Regions from separate parts of the Hordeum vulgare genome. Here region 1 is linked to region 2. Evidence: chromatin contacts called from public Hi-C data. All regions are on one chromosome and are shown on one strand. Each heading gives the region's core, a stretch centred on a gene start, on an enhancer-like site or on the middle of the called end of the contact. The rest is flanking DNA. Distances are from core to core; before and after follow the strand shown.

What was found. Hi-C and Micro-C count contacts between places; a contact is called where the count stands out from the background.
Region 1: a contact with region 2 is called in a Hi-C map of seedling, with 2.8 times the contacts expected there. The contact joins the enhancer-like site here to the promoter of LOC123442952 in region 2. A contact is called at or near these places in 1 of 6 Hi-C or Micro-C datasets (seedling) and 1 of 1 datasets of contacts at active chromatin or transcription factors (embryo).

The regions. Positions count from the first base shown.
Region 1 is chr3H:55,408,936-55,416,663 of MorexV3_pseudomolecules_assembly, reverse strand. No RefSeq gene overlaps it. Among protein-coding and RNA genes, the nearest start is that of LOC123445828, 10 kb to the right of the region's middle. Within about 2 kb of position 5,298, at least 2 of the 3 cell types and tissues checked have open chromatin away from gene starts, as enhancers often do. A contact at or near this core is called in seedling, where this site is marked.
Region 2 is chr3H:55,099,855-55,107,382 of MorexV3_pseudomolecules_assembly, reverse strand. It overlaps LOC123442952 (type IV inositol polyphosphate 5-phosphatase 3-like), which reads right to left and starts at 5,012. Exons shown (of 6, transcript XM_045119146.1): 1 at 4,750-5,012; 2 at 4,549-4,651; 3 at 4,360-4,422; 4 at 3,962-4,049; 5 at 2,852-3,874; 6 at 1,906-2,782. The coding sequence starts at 4,785. The coding sequence ends at 2,323.

The DNA.
Region 1 (7,728 bases), core at 4,049-6,548, 310 kb before region 2:
TCATATATGCAAACATATCTTGGGTGCAAAGGAATTGACCAACCTTTTCTTGCACTAGATTTTTGGTTCTCCTTCTGAGGAAGATTTGAGAACAACCATTTACCAGAATTGTTTCTAGTTATGAGTTTGCAGTTTTTCAAATTTATCCCAATGACTTCTTTGCCTTTTTAATAAATTTGTGGTGTGGTTTGACCATATGTTTGAGGGTTTGGTAATCATAGGTACGATGTTTAAATAACCACACATTTGACAAACTTGAGAGTTGTCGTTGATCGTTTGAAAACGATAATTCCCTATTTAGAAATAATTCCATCTTTGGTTGTATTTTAGCCTCCACTTTACTTTGTATACATCATGGTTCTATTTTTTTTACCAATGACTTGATTATTATTCATAATACTAGCAAGAATTTAAAATAATGGAATAGCACTCGTTGGGTGAATCTGGTGATTTTATGAAATTCGATGTTTCTTCATCATGAAAATGGTAGGACTATCATAAGAAGATGTAAAGTGTATTGAGAGATTTTCAAGTAGATCTTCGGATGAAAATGTTTGATCATGAGATCTCAACATAAAGTTGATTGAGTGACAAAAATGTGAGCTGCAATAGACTTGAGGTCTTGAGAAACGAATGAATGATTATTCACGATGTGCTCATGGCAGCATGTCTCTTTTAATGGAAACATTCAAGGTGAATAAATATTCGTCCATTATGTACTTAGTTTGATAACCAAGTGAAGTTGGTGACATATAAAATGCATATGTGCATCAATAGAATATCCATGTGTTACATGAGATGATCATCCATTGTTTAAATTACTTCTTAGAGTAAAATAAAATATATGGATGAAATGATCTTGTTGAGCACAATCCGTCAAGGCGATCCTTGGTGAACATGGGGTGTAAACCTTCAATATAGTACATGCGATGAAATCGTTGCTAATGTTTTGGGGTTTATTTGTGATAAAAAGTGTGACTTTAGAGTCACGGCCAAAAACATAGACTTTGCAATTTTAACACTGCTTTGTCACTATGAAAATAACAACCACAATGTGATGTGGATCTTCCAATAGTGTTTGAGACACTCGCTATAAATTATGGCATCCATCTTGGATGACACTATAATTAGAAATAGTGACGTAGGCTCCATTGCCATGCATTTTACGAATGTAGTAGAAGGTAATCACAGGTATATGCACATATTTTCATAGTTTCCTATGACATATTCAAGGAAAATGTGCAAGAACAATATTTATTATGAGAGTAAAATATTTTGGTGAACAACAACAATAAATGCTTTAGAGGAGCAAGTTCTTGTTTGGCTGATGCCTTATGTGTGTAAACCTCAATTGATATAGAATAACACTTTGAAGATAATCACCAATATGGTGTAGATCTCGCAGTAATAGAAAACATAGTCTAACTTTTGTCAGTAGATGTTCATAATTCTATTACCTTATGTTATGCTATTTTTAAGAAAATCGGTATGAAGATAGTCGCATGTCAGAATGACATGATGTAGACCTAATAGTAATATTGGATAATCTGCAAGATTTTGCAGTAGATACCAATATTACCTTATGATATCTTGAGGTAGTCAAATATTAATTTTTGGAAGAGCACTTTGAAGGTAATCATCTTATAAACACAGACAAGATGTAGATCTCATAGTAGTGATGAATAATCTGCGAACTGTGCAGTAGATGTCATCAATACCTTGTGATTCACAAATAAAAATTTGGGCTATGTACACATTAATATTTAGAAGAGCACGTTGAAGATAGTCATCTTGCCGAAATGACAAAATGTAGATCTTACAGTAGTGATGGATATCTACAAAAATATGCAGTAGATGCCATCAAATACCTTGTAATTCACAAATAAACTTGGATGTCATCATATTAAGTATGAGAATATGTGATCCTTGTTTTGAATTACAATAAGATTTGCAAAAATTAAAATTAATTGCAAAAAAAAGTTGTTTTCGTAAAACGCATGTCTTAGGAAATGTTTGTGGCAAAGACATATATATTGTCTTAAATTCCGAAGGAATAAAGGCACGCAAAATATTCTTTTGCATTTAGTATTACTATGGTAATACATATGGATGCAAATCTTAATAATTTACATATTTATGTAATTTCATTCACAAAGAGTATAACGATTAATCTGCAAAGTATTCTAAGCCTGAGGGCTCAATGGGGATATGTAAGGGATTGTCTTCCTTTGCGTGGATAAGAATCAAACTGATTCGTTTGGGTCGCCACCGGGGAGGATGTTGCCTCGTGGCTGGCGCGAGGGCGCCGCGGTCAAGCGTGATCGAGAGGTCGGGTCGTCGTGTTGGACTACGATCGCGTCTGAGGACGCACCACCGTGACTCGTGTCTTGTCTGTTGGAGCCGGCTGATGACCATGAAGGGGTTGCGCGCCGGAGGATAGCGACGGGGCCGAGGGTCGCCGTGCGCTCCGGGATGGAGGCTGCCGGTTCGTCGAGGCCGGTGTTACCTTCCGTTGTCGGGGTGTCTCGCATGGATCGAGGCCTCCTCACGCTGGACATCATTTTTGCAAGTAGAAGAAACGCCTTCGCGATGTGGATGAAGTGCAGTCGACCTCTTCATGGATGATTTGATGAAGCGACTTTAGCATAAGGTAGAATGAATGAGATTTCTTTAATCACAAGAAGACAAACGGAATTAACATTGTGATGATTAATTTCCTGTACAAATGCATGCATGGACCATGGGTTGCCGCTGCATGTCGCTGCATTGTTAGCCTGTTGCTGCTCTTGCCAAGGATGAAGTCGTTCATGGCTTTGCCAGATCGGACTGCCACTCTTAATCACAAGGAGACAACAGATTTGCATTTGCAACTGATTTCCTGATGCATACATGCATGCCGTTCTGCCACAACCAGCCTTGCTGCAATCACTCCGCGAATCATGAAGCCGCCCCGTGCCTTGATCCAGCCGACGGAGTACGCGCAGTACCGCACCAGTATGCCGCGGTCGCTACCGCTGCTTCGCCTTGCGTAGAAGTCGTTCGCCTTCGGTCATTATTGCTTGAATACCAGACGTCCAGACCTGTTGTGAAATCGCTCCACTCGAGAGCGTACTGATAACGTGTTTGAAGTAGAAAGTAAAGAATCGAGAGAGTTGAATGAAAGATGATTCATTAGTCTTTATTGATGATAGCAATGGGGTATTTATACTCGAACGGAAGTACACATGTTGCTTGGGAGTTAAGTAACTTGAAGTTACTTAAGGGCCAAGTTAATTATTACATAGTTTTCTTGAGAGTCAAGGAACTGCATGGTTACTTGAGGACTAAGTAACCTATCTAAGAATTAACTTAATCCTAATCAGCTTAATTAATAAGCAACTAATCTATTCTTAACAATAGCGACGCGTGCGGGAGTTTTTCCCTTGCAACGGGAAGGACAGCATGCGGCGTCGCTGATTAGATTTTTCCGTATTTGAAATCCTCATGCACCATCGTAAAAGCTAGGAAATTTGCTCATCTCTTATGTTTATTTTAACCAGCTTTGCTAATACTCATCTTGTGTTAGTCAAGATATGCATCATTTGTTCTGTGTATAACACCTAGTTAATTATTTTGTTCGCTTTTGTACAACTCTCCATATATGTGCTAATATTTCATACGGGAGATAGACAGGTTTAAAAAATAAATATTTGTTATGAGAATAAAATTGTGGAATACTCGATGGAAACAATTATTTCCTGTATTAGCTAGAAATAGTACTAAGCTATTTGAAGACAGCAACCGTGATCCACCACCACTTAGAAATATTTCTAACCTAATTCATGAGAGAAATCATGATGCACCACCTCGAATATTAGTTCACCGTTGTATCTCCTAGATATAAGACTAAGATAGATATTTTGAGCAATACTGATAAAAGAAACTAATTAGTACATGTCATTGAGACATATACATGGGAATAAACCTGAGAATGGTTTCATACTTGAACCATACTTGATCTATACTTGTACATTTATCTCCTAAAATCATACTTGAACCATATCCATTTAATATCATTTTCAGCCCAACCAAAACTAAACCACTATCTTTTTACACCCAAATCAATTTAAATCCAATATATAATCATAGGTTTAAACCCAGTACATAACTATGAGTTTGCTTTAATGTACATATGATTGTATAAATTGACATGTTAAGAAGCAAATGAGATAGAAAAGACATAAGTGCATCTACAGCAGTTTAGGAACAAAGTTATCTTTAAGATACAGTCAGCACATCAAGAAGCAAAAAGAAAATGCGCACGGTCGGAAAGCTCACTAAAATTTGCTTAGCCAAAGCACTAGCAAACGCTTCCGATTTCTATGTGGTGTTTCCCTATAATACATAATTATATAGTGCATTACAACATGTACACAGATCAAAGATACTCGTTCTCGGTCGTCGTTGGTTGCTGCATATAACCAATGCCTAGAAACCGATTTGGTCGCATAGTTTATAACCGCTAATAACCAAACCGTTTAAACTCATAACCAACTATAACCAAACTAATTTCTCCACATATCCAAACCAAAATCAAACTTAAAAAATCTCAGCCCAATAAAACCTGAACCAATCAAACCCAAAGTAAGAACCGAACCGTTACACCTGGTTTTTTAATAACTATTCTTAGGTTTACATGGGATCCTTGTTTTACTATTATATATTTAATCACGTGTGTACAACTCACTTCATATGTATGTAATATTGAACGCGGGAAATATCCAGGACTGGTTTTGACAATTATTATTTTTCAATATTTGATGGAGTTGGGCCATCCGTACTAACCTTTATTATGAGAGCAACTTATGATAATTAATTTTTCAAATATTTGTTATATCACGTGCATGTTAGTGCTTGTTCTTTCTATCTATGGACTAATCTGACATGTATATGTGTATGAAGAGGATATAAAAAATGCATCATACTCCCTTCGTTCCTAAATATAAGTCTTTTTAGAGGTTTTCATAAAAGATTACATACGGATATATATAGACATATTTTAGAATATAGATTCACTAATTTTGCATCGTATATAGTCTCCTAATGAAATATCTAAAAAGACTTATATTTAAGAACGGAGGGAGTACTTCGGATGTACCTACATTGTTGTGTACTTCATGCTTGGGCACCTGAGATGAATCCATGCACGGAGGAGAGGAAACTCGAAACAAAAAACACGGAGGAGATGAGACTGGCTAAGGACAAATTTTAGAGGAAAGGAGCAGTGCAGCGCTAACAAACCTTTTATAAAAGGGTCGGGCGGCCCATGAGGTCAGGTTTGGACGCTAGGGTTTGCAGCAGACGGGCAGAGAGGACCGGGAGGTCCTACCCGACGCCCTTTGCGTCCAACAACGCGCGGACGCACGGTGGAATCGCGACAGGGCCGGCCAACTAATAGAAAATAAAAGATAAAATCCAACGCATAGAAGAAGTTTTCTTCAAATTTTGGAACATTATTTTGAAAAATCATAAACATTTAAATAAAAATTCCGCAGCATTATTTTCAAATTTCCGAACATTTTTTCATATTCTGAAACATTTTTTCAAAATTCCGGAATATTTTTCCAAATTCTGTAACTTTTAAAATTCCGGACTATTTATTTAAATTCGGAAACATTTTTTAAATTCTGGAACATTTTTTTGAAAATCTGTAACATTTTTTCAAATTCTGGAAAAAATTCAAATCCTAGAACATCTTTTCAAATTCAGGAACATTATTTTTTTAATTTAGGAACATTTTTTCAAATTCCGGAACGTTTTTGAAAAATCCAGAATTGTATTTGAAAATCAAGAACAGTTTTTGGAAATCCAAAACATATTACAAAATCCAGAACATTTTTTTAAAATCCAGAATATTTTCTAAAAATAAGAACATTTTTCGAATTTGAAAAACAATTTTCTGAAAATCAAGAACATGTTTTAAAACCGAAACATAAAACAGAAAAATGAAAAACAAAACAGTTCAGGAAAACGTTCTGAAAAAATTTCAAAACCAGAAAAAACTGGCTGAAACCTCTTTCGAAACCGGAACGCTTGAGCAGTTATATGGGCCGGTCCGTTGCGTCGCTGCTCGGTTGCTCGTGTGTGCAACGAGCGACAAATAGGATATTTCGAGAGGAGCAATGCTATACCTACGTAACGTAGTTATGTAAACTAACGTAATTGCTTATCTGTCCTTTTTTAATTGGGTTTAGTTAGGGGAGGGGGCCCACCCACTTGAAATCAGGAAGGGGGGAGAGATTGTTTAGGAAAGTCACGTAACAGTACGTAGAAATTTTACGTCTAGCTTTTTTGTTTTGAGAGGATCAACGGCCACACAAGCAATGCTATATCTACGTAAATGTTTACGTACGTTTACGTGATAGTCTGATTTGGCAAGAACTGATTGAATTAAGAGAAGGATGAGGCCCATCCATCCCTGAAAATCAGGGGGGCATGTTTAGATTAGTTGGAAGGTTTAGTAAATTTATGTAGGTTTTAGTAGGTCTAGCATTTTCGCGGCCACACTTCCTCCGGCCAACGGCCACGGTGTGTTGTTTCTTACTACCTCCGTTCCAAACTATAAGACCTTTTAGGAATTTCACTAGGAGACTACATACAGAGCAAAATAAGTGAATCTATACTCCAAAATATGTCTATGGCCCTGTTTGAATCCTAGGGTTAGAGTTAGATTGGGTTGAGTTGAGCTATCTAACCCTCAAAAATCCAAACAGGTAGGGTTAGATTGGGTTAGATGCATCTAACCCACCCAAAAACTCTAACCCATCCAAGAGGTGCTTTTTTGGTTTAGAGTTAGGTGAGGACAAAAAAAAAATAAAAAAAATCACTTGCTACTCAATCCAGCCCGCACCAGATCCCACCAACCCCCCGTCCCTCCCGTCGCTGTCCCTCCCGTCGCCGGCCGCGGCCCGCCCCGCCCCACCGCCGAGCCGCCCCGCCGCACCCCGCCGCGCCCCGCCGCCGGGCCGCCCCGCCGCACCCCGCCGCGCCCCGCCCCCGCCCCGCCCCGCCGCGCCCTGCCGGCCACACAACGACCGGCCACACCAAATCCGACACTGAACATGGACAAAAGTAGCCAAATGATTGGAAAAGAGCATTTATTGCCAATCTAACCCTCTAATCCAAACACCTCTTGGGTTAGAGTTAGTTCAGGGTTAGTTGAGGGTTAGAATCTAACTCTAACCTCTAACCCGGTTAGAGTATCCAAACAGGGCCTATGTACATCCGTATATAATTTATAGTGCAATCTCTAAAAGGTCTTATATTTAGGAACGGAGGGAGTATTTGTTAGACATGTTCTTCCTCCGCCGCCGAGCCAGTGCATTCCCCTTCTTCTTCTTCCCACTCCCCCCCCCTCCTCTAATGTGTGTCTTTTTTTTTATGAAGCCGGTTTCGACTACAACCTGATTCTGATTCTGATTCTGATTCTTAGACCTCACCCCTCCTCTCAATAAGTAGCACCGCCGGTCCTAGACAGGAGCACGCCTGTGTGAGATCGCACAAGACCCACCATGCCGCACCAAGGCTATTACGAAGCCTCTCTGCGTCCGCCGGCCTTGGATGATGCGCCGGCGGCCAAGGTCGACTGGGGGGAAGTCCTCCTCGACCGCGTCGCTTACATGGCCGACAAGAAGAACCACACCTCCGCCCGCTGTCGATTCAAGAGGGACCTGGACGGCAAGGAGGTGA
Region 2 (7,528 bases), core at 3,763-6,262:
TTTGGCGGATGAGCGGTGGGCGGTGCTTGACTTTGTGCGCAATGTCGAGACCATCCGCACTAAGCAATAACAGCTTTGCGTCATCGAGGTGGAGCATGACTGCCTCTTCGAGACAACGCATGCGGATACCAATGTTGCCCGCTCTACATCATTCGCGTCGAGCCATGGCGAGGTCAGATCTTCGATTCAGCATCGACCTCACCTCCACCGGTGACGTTAGCAGCTAGGTGACAGACTCCGAGGGAGAGTTGGACTACCGTCGAATCCTTTTGCAATGTAAAAATGAATATTAATAAAAATTAGGATGGATGGCCGGCTAAATTTGGTGTGGATGTTTTATTTTTGAGTGGATTTCACTTTTTACTGTGTAGTTATACATTTGCGACACATATTACCCCATATAGTGGAACTCTTATCGAAATATGAGATTTTGGAGACTTTTAACACGATTTTATCCCAGCTTAGCATTTTGCTTGTTCATGTTAGATAAGATTGGCATGTTCGTCAATGATTCACAAAAAATGTGTAAAGATTGGAGAGCATCATTGACGATCATGTCGAGTTTTCTCTTGGCCATCTATTTCATATATCATCGAATTTAGATATTTTTGGACTTCGATCGTCACCTCACACCTTATCTAACGGATACGCATCACAAAAGGAGGGTCCAACGTTTTTAAAAAGGGCATTCAAGACGAATTTCCACTAGACAGGGTCATTAGCGTCACAAATGCATATCTATGGGGTAAAATATGAAATTCACTCTTTACTTTTTTAGGCAGGGTTTGTGTGTTTTTGTGCACGACGTTGAAATATTCTAGTAGTACAGGGCCAAACTGCACAGGACGAGTTGAATCATGAAGGCACACGAGTAATGGAAAATCCAATTCGGCCCTTGAGAGCATATGCTCCTGTCCACCACGAATGCCTTTTGCAAATCTAAAAGAAATGAAAAAATATACGTGTTCTTTATCACGTCCAAATGATACCTACAAATATTATATTTAATATATTTTTTCACCGATGAAGTACCGCTATCCCGTTTCGCATAAAAATTATCAAGCACGCTTGTTTAAACTAAGATGAACGTCCACAGACAAAATCAGATTTTTTTTTAAATTTATTTACTATTTATTTTAAATTTACTATTCACGAGTTTTAAGAAAAACATATACTCCCAAGAGCCAATACAGAGTCAGACGAGAGGCAATGTGTCATCACAACGTTCTCGACTTTTCCATAAATAATCAGTTGCATAAATGTACTACTACACGTTCAAGTTTGACGTAATTAAATCCAAGAGAACGCAGTTATTCGTCTAGTTTTAAGAAAAGCTTTGCCAGGACCAGAACCTTGTGTTTCCTTTTTAGGGGAGGGTGACATCTCCTTTTCAGTAAAGCCGCTAGGGGTGAAGCATATGCAGGTCAGTAGGTCACGGGGTGATAGCATCCGGTGGGCGGTGGCCACTGATGAATCGCTGCGGCGAACGGCGTGCAATCATGTCACTCGTGTAGTCGACTGCCGTTCGACGAGTGCATGGCCGGCCGGACACGCAGGAGGCCAGGACATGGCAGGCACCAGATGCATGCATGCCCCCTTGCTGCCAATTTGGGACCTGCGAGGTCGTGATAAATTCACAAGACCTGTCGTAATAAAATGCATGCATGGATTTAGTTTGGCAAGAAACGGGAAATTCCTGGCAGCAACTGGTCATGGCAGACGTTTGCATTTGCAAGGTACCGGCAGCTTCTTCTCCCCATGGCTTGAGCCGATCCTGGATAGTGTCGTCGGTAGTACAGTATTATTATTTCCAGAGCTTCGGGTCAGTTCGTATTCAACTCTAATCTATGACAAATGTAACCAGTTCGATGATAACATCATAGCATCAGTGGTCTAGTGGTAGAATAGTACCGTACAGACCCGGGTTCGATACCCGGCTGGTGCATCAACTTTTATTTCCTTTTGTGCTTCGGTTTTACATGGGCATTGTGTTTTGTGCGCGAATCAGACAGCACACGGGGGGATAAAAGTGAAGAAAAAACCCCTATAAATTCATTGATCTGCAAACCAGACACACTAATGCAGACACATGTTTCGTCACAGTGGAGCATCACGCACACGACGACACCATCATGTCCAACATTTTGTCGAGCCAACTGCGAATCACCGATTCATGGTATGGTTCAGCCGGTGCATGTCCATGGCGTGTTCAAAGGCCTCATCATGGTATGCATGGTTCAGCCGGCGCATGTCCATGGCGTGTTCTCGCCCGCAAAAATAAAGTCCATGCCGTGCTACCGCCGATGCCCCTCATCAACCAGCTCAAAACTCGAGGTCCGGCACGACCACATCCCCGCTCTCGACCTCGGCGTCCGTGAGCGTGAGCGCCTTCTGCAGCTTCCTCCCGCAGAACACCTCCACCTCCGCCGCGTACGTCGCCGTCACCGGCTTGTGGTCCGACATCGTCATCTCCGACCTCCCGTACCCCAGCAGCCTCACCCCCTTCCCGAACGACAGCACCCGATCGCACCACGCCGGCGTCCTCCTCCCGCCCTTCTGGTCGTCGCCGATGTACTTCCCCGTCCCGACCTCGTACTTGTACGTCGGCGCGAACTCCAGCACCCCCTCGCTCCACCCCTCGAACGCCCGCCCCTTCCTCAGCTCCCGCTTCAGCTGATCTTTCTCCGCTAGCTGAGTCCAGTCCATGGCGGACACCAGGCCGTGCGCCCTGTCGTACGCCACGTCGATCCGGTAGTTCAGATCGCCCAGCCAGAAAATCCTCCTACAAGAACATGTATGTCAGATCACTTGGCGATGCATTGATCGATGCAACATGTAGATTATCACTGACTCGTGGTCGTAGATGTCTCTCGGCAGCCCGAGGCCGCCGGGGCCGGCGAAGCGCGTCCGGCGGTGGATCTCCTGCACGTCGGCGTTCCGCTTGAGGAGGTTGCCGGGCCGCTCGCCTGCGGACAGGTGGGTGCAAACGAAGCAGAACATGGTCTGGTAGATGGACATGCTCGCCGACACCGACCCCTTGTTGCCGATGTAGCCCATGGCGCCCACGCCCACGGTGGACACCTTGATGTTCTGGACGCACCTCCGCAGGCCGCGCCGCACCCAAATGGTCAGGAAGATGCCCACCATCTGCTTGCTCACGATCCTCACGAACGGCGACCTGCCGCCGCCCTTCTTCTTGCCATGACCACGCGCCGCGGCGCCGTCGAGGTCCAGGTCCAGGTCGGTGATCATGGCTGGGCAGTCGTCGGCGTCGACCCGGGACTTCATGAACGACCTGTGCGCGCTGAACGATCTCGGCGACTTGAACGACGACGACGACGACAAGGACGCGGTGGCCATCAGGTCCAGCGGCTGCTCCGGCCAGGCGAGCCCGATCCTGTCCGTCTTGCTCATCGTCTTCAGGAGCGCCCTCTGCTGCGCCCTTGGCTGCTCGTCCTCTGGACCGTCCATGGCCCCGAACTTCCTGGGGGTGGCGGCGACGTACTCCTCGGGGTGGACCGGGAAGCTGAAGGGCAGGTCGTCGTCGGTTTCCGTTTCCGTGTCGGTGCCGCCGGGGAACAGCTCGTCGGAGCCGTCGCGCGCCGGACTGGCCGGGTGGCTGCGGTACCTGTACTTGGGCCTCGAGCATGACGGCTGCGTCCGCGTGAACGTGTCGCGGATGAGCGCCTCCCACGCCAGCGCCGGCCGGACGTCCTCCGCGCCGAACACGTTGCCGGTGTTAAGCGGCACCACCTCCTGGAACCCGAGCACGTACATGTCGGCCTGCTCGCCGCCGGTGGTGCCGAGCCACTCGGCGATGTCCAGGCCTTCCGGCGGCTCTATCCCGGCGGCGTTGTACGTGCCAATGCAGATCCTGCGGGAACCCAGCAGCTCATCACCATGCCACGAACCGCGAGAACCGGAAAATGCGCCGCCATCGTGCCGAGCAATTCGACCGTACCTGAGCTCCTTGGTGCTGATGTACTGCGCGCGCATCGTCTCCGAGTTCCGCCGCCGCAGCTTGTACGGCGCGGCGTCCAGGCTCTCCTCTGGAAGTCGTTCAAGAAAAATCAATGTGGTTCATGAAGAATTCTTCTGAATTTTGCTTCCGATTAACACTAGTGCAGAATGCAAATTTGGCAGTGGTAACAAGGGTTCTACAAAATCAGTGTCAAACGGAACAAGAGGTGCTCAAAATCAGGTACGGGCACTAATCTACTTTTGACGGTGGGAATCTGGTATCAGCGATGTTTCCCCAAAAGGGCAAAACAGTCCAAAGCTGCACTTTTCCCCGTCTTGAGGACCGGATAAGAACACGCATCGCTGGAAACGTACGAATGAGGTAAAAAAAAAGCTCACCGGCGATGCCCACGCCGCCGGCCTCCCGCTCCGCCCCGGCGCCGTCGCAGCCGCAGTTCTCCTCTGCGCGAGACGGAAAGCAAGCAAAAAAAAAAAAAAGGTGAGAAGGGGAGGAAGGAGGTTGCGATCCCTGACGACAGGAATTCGAATCACAGAGCCCAGAAGGAGGAGCCTCAGCTTGCTGCGTACCTTGCTCCCCGTCGTCGTCGCCGTCGTCCTCGTCGGCGTTGAACTTGGCGTCCTTGCTCCTGAGGTTGAGCCATTTCTTCAGCACCACCTTGGGCCAGAACACCTGCATCGCCACCCCCACAACACACCAAATCAATCACCAAGAACAGCACACCCTACACTCGATCCAACGGTGGCCCCTGAGCGGCGCCCCTCCCCTACCTGGTCTCCCGGCGTCCTCTGGTTCTGCGCCACCATCTCCCCCGCCTCTGGCCCTACTTCTTCTTCGTCGTCGTCTTCGTCTTCCCTGTGTTCTTGAGTGCCCCGAGTGCAAGCTGAATCTGAAATCCGCCGCGGCGCGCTGTGCTGCTACGGGCTCCCCGTGAGCTCGGGACAAGGATTCTCGGTCAGACGGGACAAGGGCACATGGTGGTGGTTCGCGCGCTAGGCCGAGTAGACAGCAGGTGGCGCCAAGCTAGCGGTGGATGTAGATATATATATAGACGTGTGTACTTGCTTTCCTTTCGGCCACACGGCCATTACTGCGCACTTACGCTGACGCCTGCCTAATTAGCCCAACCTGTTGACATTTGATTTGATCCATCATCACGGGGGATGGCATGGCCCGTTGAAGAAGATTATTATCTCAACTGGAAAGGAACCTTGATTAACCTATTCATTTTTGGAGTGGCGTTTTATGGCTGTTATCCTGTTCATTTTGTGGCTGGGAGTTCGGCGTCTGGTAGTGCAGAATGAGACCGGGCAGACGAGAGACGACCTCAACTGATTTGATTGGAATGGGATTAAGAATGATGATGGAGCGATGTCGGATCTCTCGGCCGTTACGTGTTTGTTGACTCACTGACACGCGTTGTGCTTGTGTTTTTTTTTTCTGTTTTTTCTGTGCATCTTCTGGGGATCGGAGAAGGTGTTTGTGTACTTCTCGGTGGTTGCCACCAACGACAATCTATGCCACATGATGAATGGAATCAAGTAGGTCATCTCGTAATCACTTGGAACCTAATTAAACCATGGAGTATATATATATATATATATATATAACTCACCCCCAATATATTCTTTTCTTGCACTAGCTAACTGCCTTGGCAAATTCCATGTCAAAACCATGAGGTCGTGAGATCACCGTGTGGCAGATTTTTCCTGCATTTTAAACGTGTCCGTGTCTCACCGTGGTCATCGTATCACCGTGTGGCAAGCAAAAGCATGGACCCCCTTGAAAGTTGAAAGTTGAAACCATCTGTAAGCAATGATGGAGGGGCGTGTCGTGATCGTTGCGCACGATCCTCATTACGGCTTGACAGGAGCAATTAAGACTTCCTTTCCCTTGATTGCTTCTTGATTGGCTGCCGTTCATGTCACTTTCTCACTTGCTTGGGCTCTGCTGCTGCTGCTGATTAGTCGGGATCGACATTGCTCGGCTCCGCAGAGAATAGAGATGGCTAGGCCTTTTGTAGCTAGGAATATTCACCCTTTCTTTTTGTTGCTCTCTGTGTATTTAATTGGACGGATGTCCCTCTCAAAAAATAATGGACTGATTTCGTTTCTGAGACATGGCTGCATAAACTCTACTATTAAAGGGTATCAAAGGGTATCGAATGTTGTGATGGTTGGACCATGTTCGATCCCCACCTTCCTTTGTTTTCACTCGATCTCTTCCTCGCACGTCCTACGTAACTTATCTATTTTGTTTCGGGATGTCCCCACACGAGCACGACTGATTTCGCCTCGAGACATGGCTGCATAATACATGTTGCCAAGCCGTTAGGCCAACTCTAACGCACGGTAGCATTTCGTCCGATCCAGTCCGTTTGGATCGGAACAAACTTAATCCACGGCCCAACTCATAATTGTAACCATGAATAATGTTCGTCCCGTGTCCAACTTGACCTAAACTCTACCTAAATTTGATTTGGATTTACGTTGAGTGGACACTCGACACACATGCACGTCGTCTTTCCATCCGTCTTGGGCCTGCTTGTCGGCCGTCCTACCACCCACTCCCTCCCTTCCCCACCCCCGCCTGTCGTTTTCCTTGGTCCCATTCAATCCCCACGTTCGGCAAGGCCAGCTAGTCAACCCCCCGTGCTCATCCTTTTAAATGTGGAAGTCACGGACATGTCCACTTCCACAGTTCTCACTTCTACCTACCCTTGCGTCCATGAGCCCTGACACCCAAACCCTAGCTTCGGTCGCCGCTTGATGATCCATAAGTATAGGGATTCGTAACCGTCTTTGAAGGAAGTATTTTATTCAAATTTATTGATTCAACATAAGGGGGGCCAAGGAATATATATAAACCTTAGGAGTTGAGTTGTCAATTCAACCACACCAGGAAAATAAACTCCTTGCAGCAATTTATTAGTAGCACAATAATATAATTTGATAGCGGTAGTAAAAGTAGCACCAATACTAATAGTAACGACGGTAGAAGTTTTGTAACAAAGGCAACCGTAGCGGTAGTAGTAGTTTGAGAAAAATAGTATTATAAGCTCCAATTCATCAATCATATGTAGGCACGTATTTCGTATATAGTGATATACGCTTGCAATAACAACTTGCATGTCATCTTTTGTCCTACCCTCCCGTGGCAGTGAGGTCCTGATGGAAACTATGGATAATTAAGGTGCTCCTTTTAATAGAGAATCAGAATAAAGCATTAACACATAGTAAATACATGAACTTTTTAAATTAAAGTCATCCCGGGAGAGTATCCCAATTATTATCACCTTAGCATCTACGGTTCGGAACAATAACATGTGCATATAACTTGCAAGATAGAATCTAGGATTCAAACATATTCATGAAAACATAATAGGTCCAGATCTAAAAAACATGGCACTCAAACCCTAGTGACGAGCATTAAGCATAGCAAAGTCATAGCAACATCAATATCAGAACATAGTGGATACTAGGAATCAAGTCCGAACAAATTTATTCGACGTGACGAATCATATCCATCTCCATCTACCTCCAACATGCC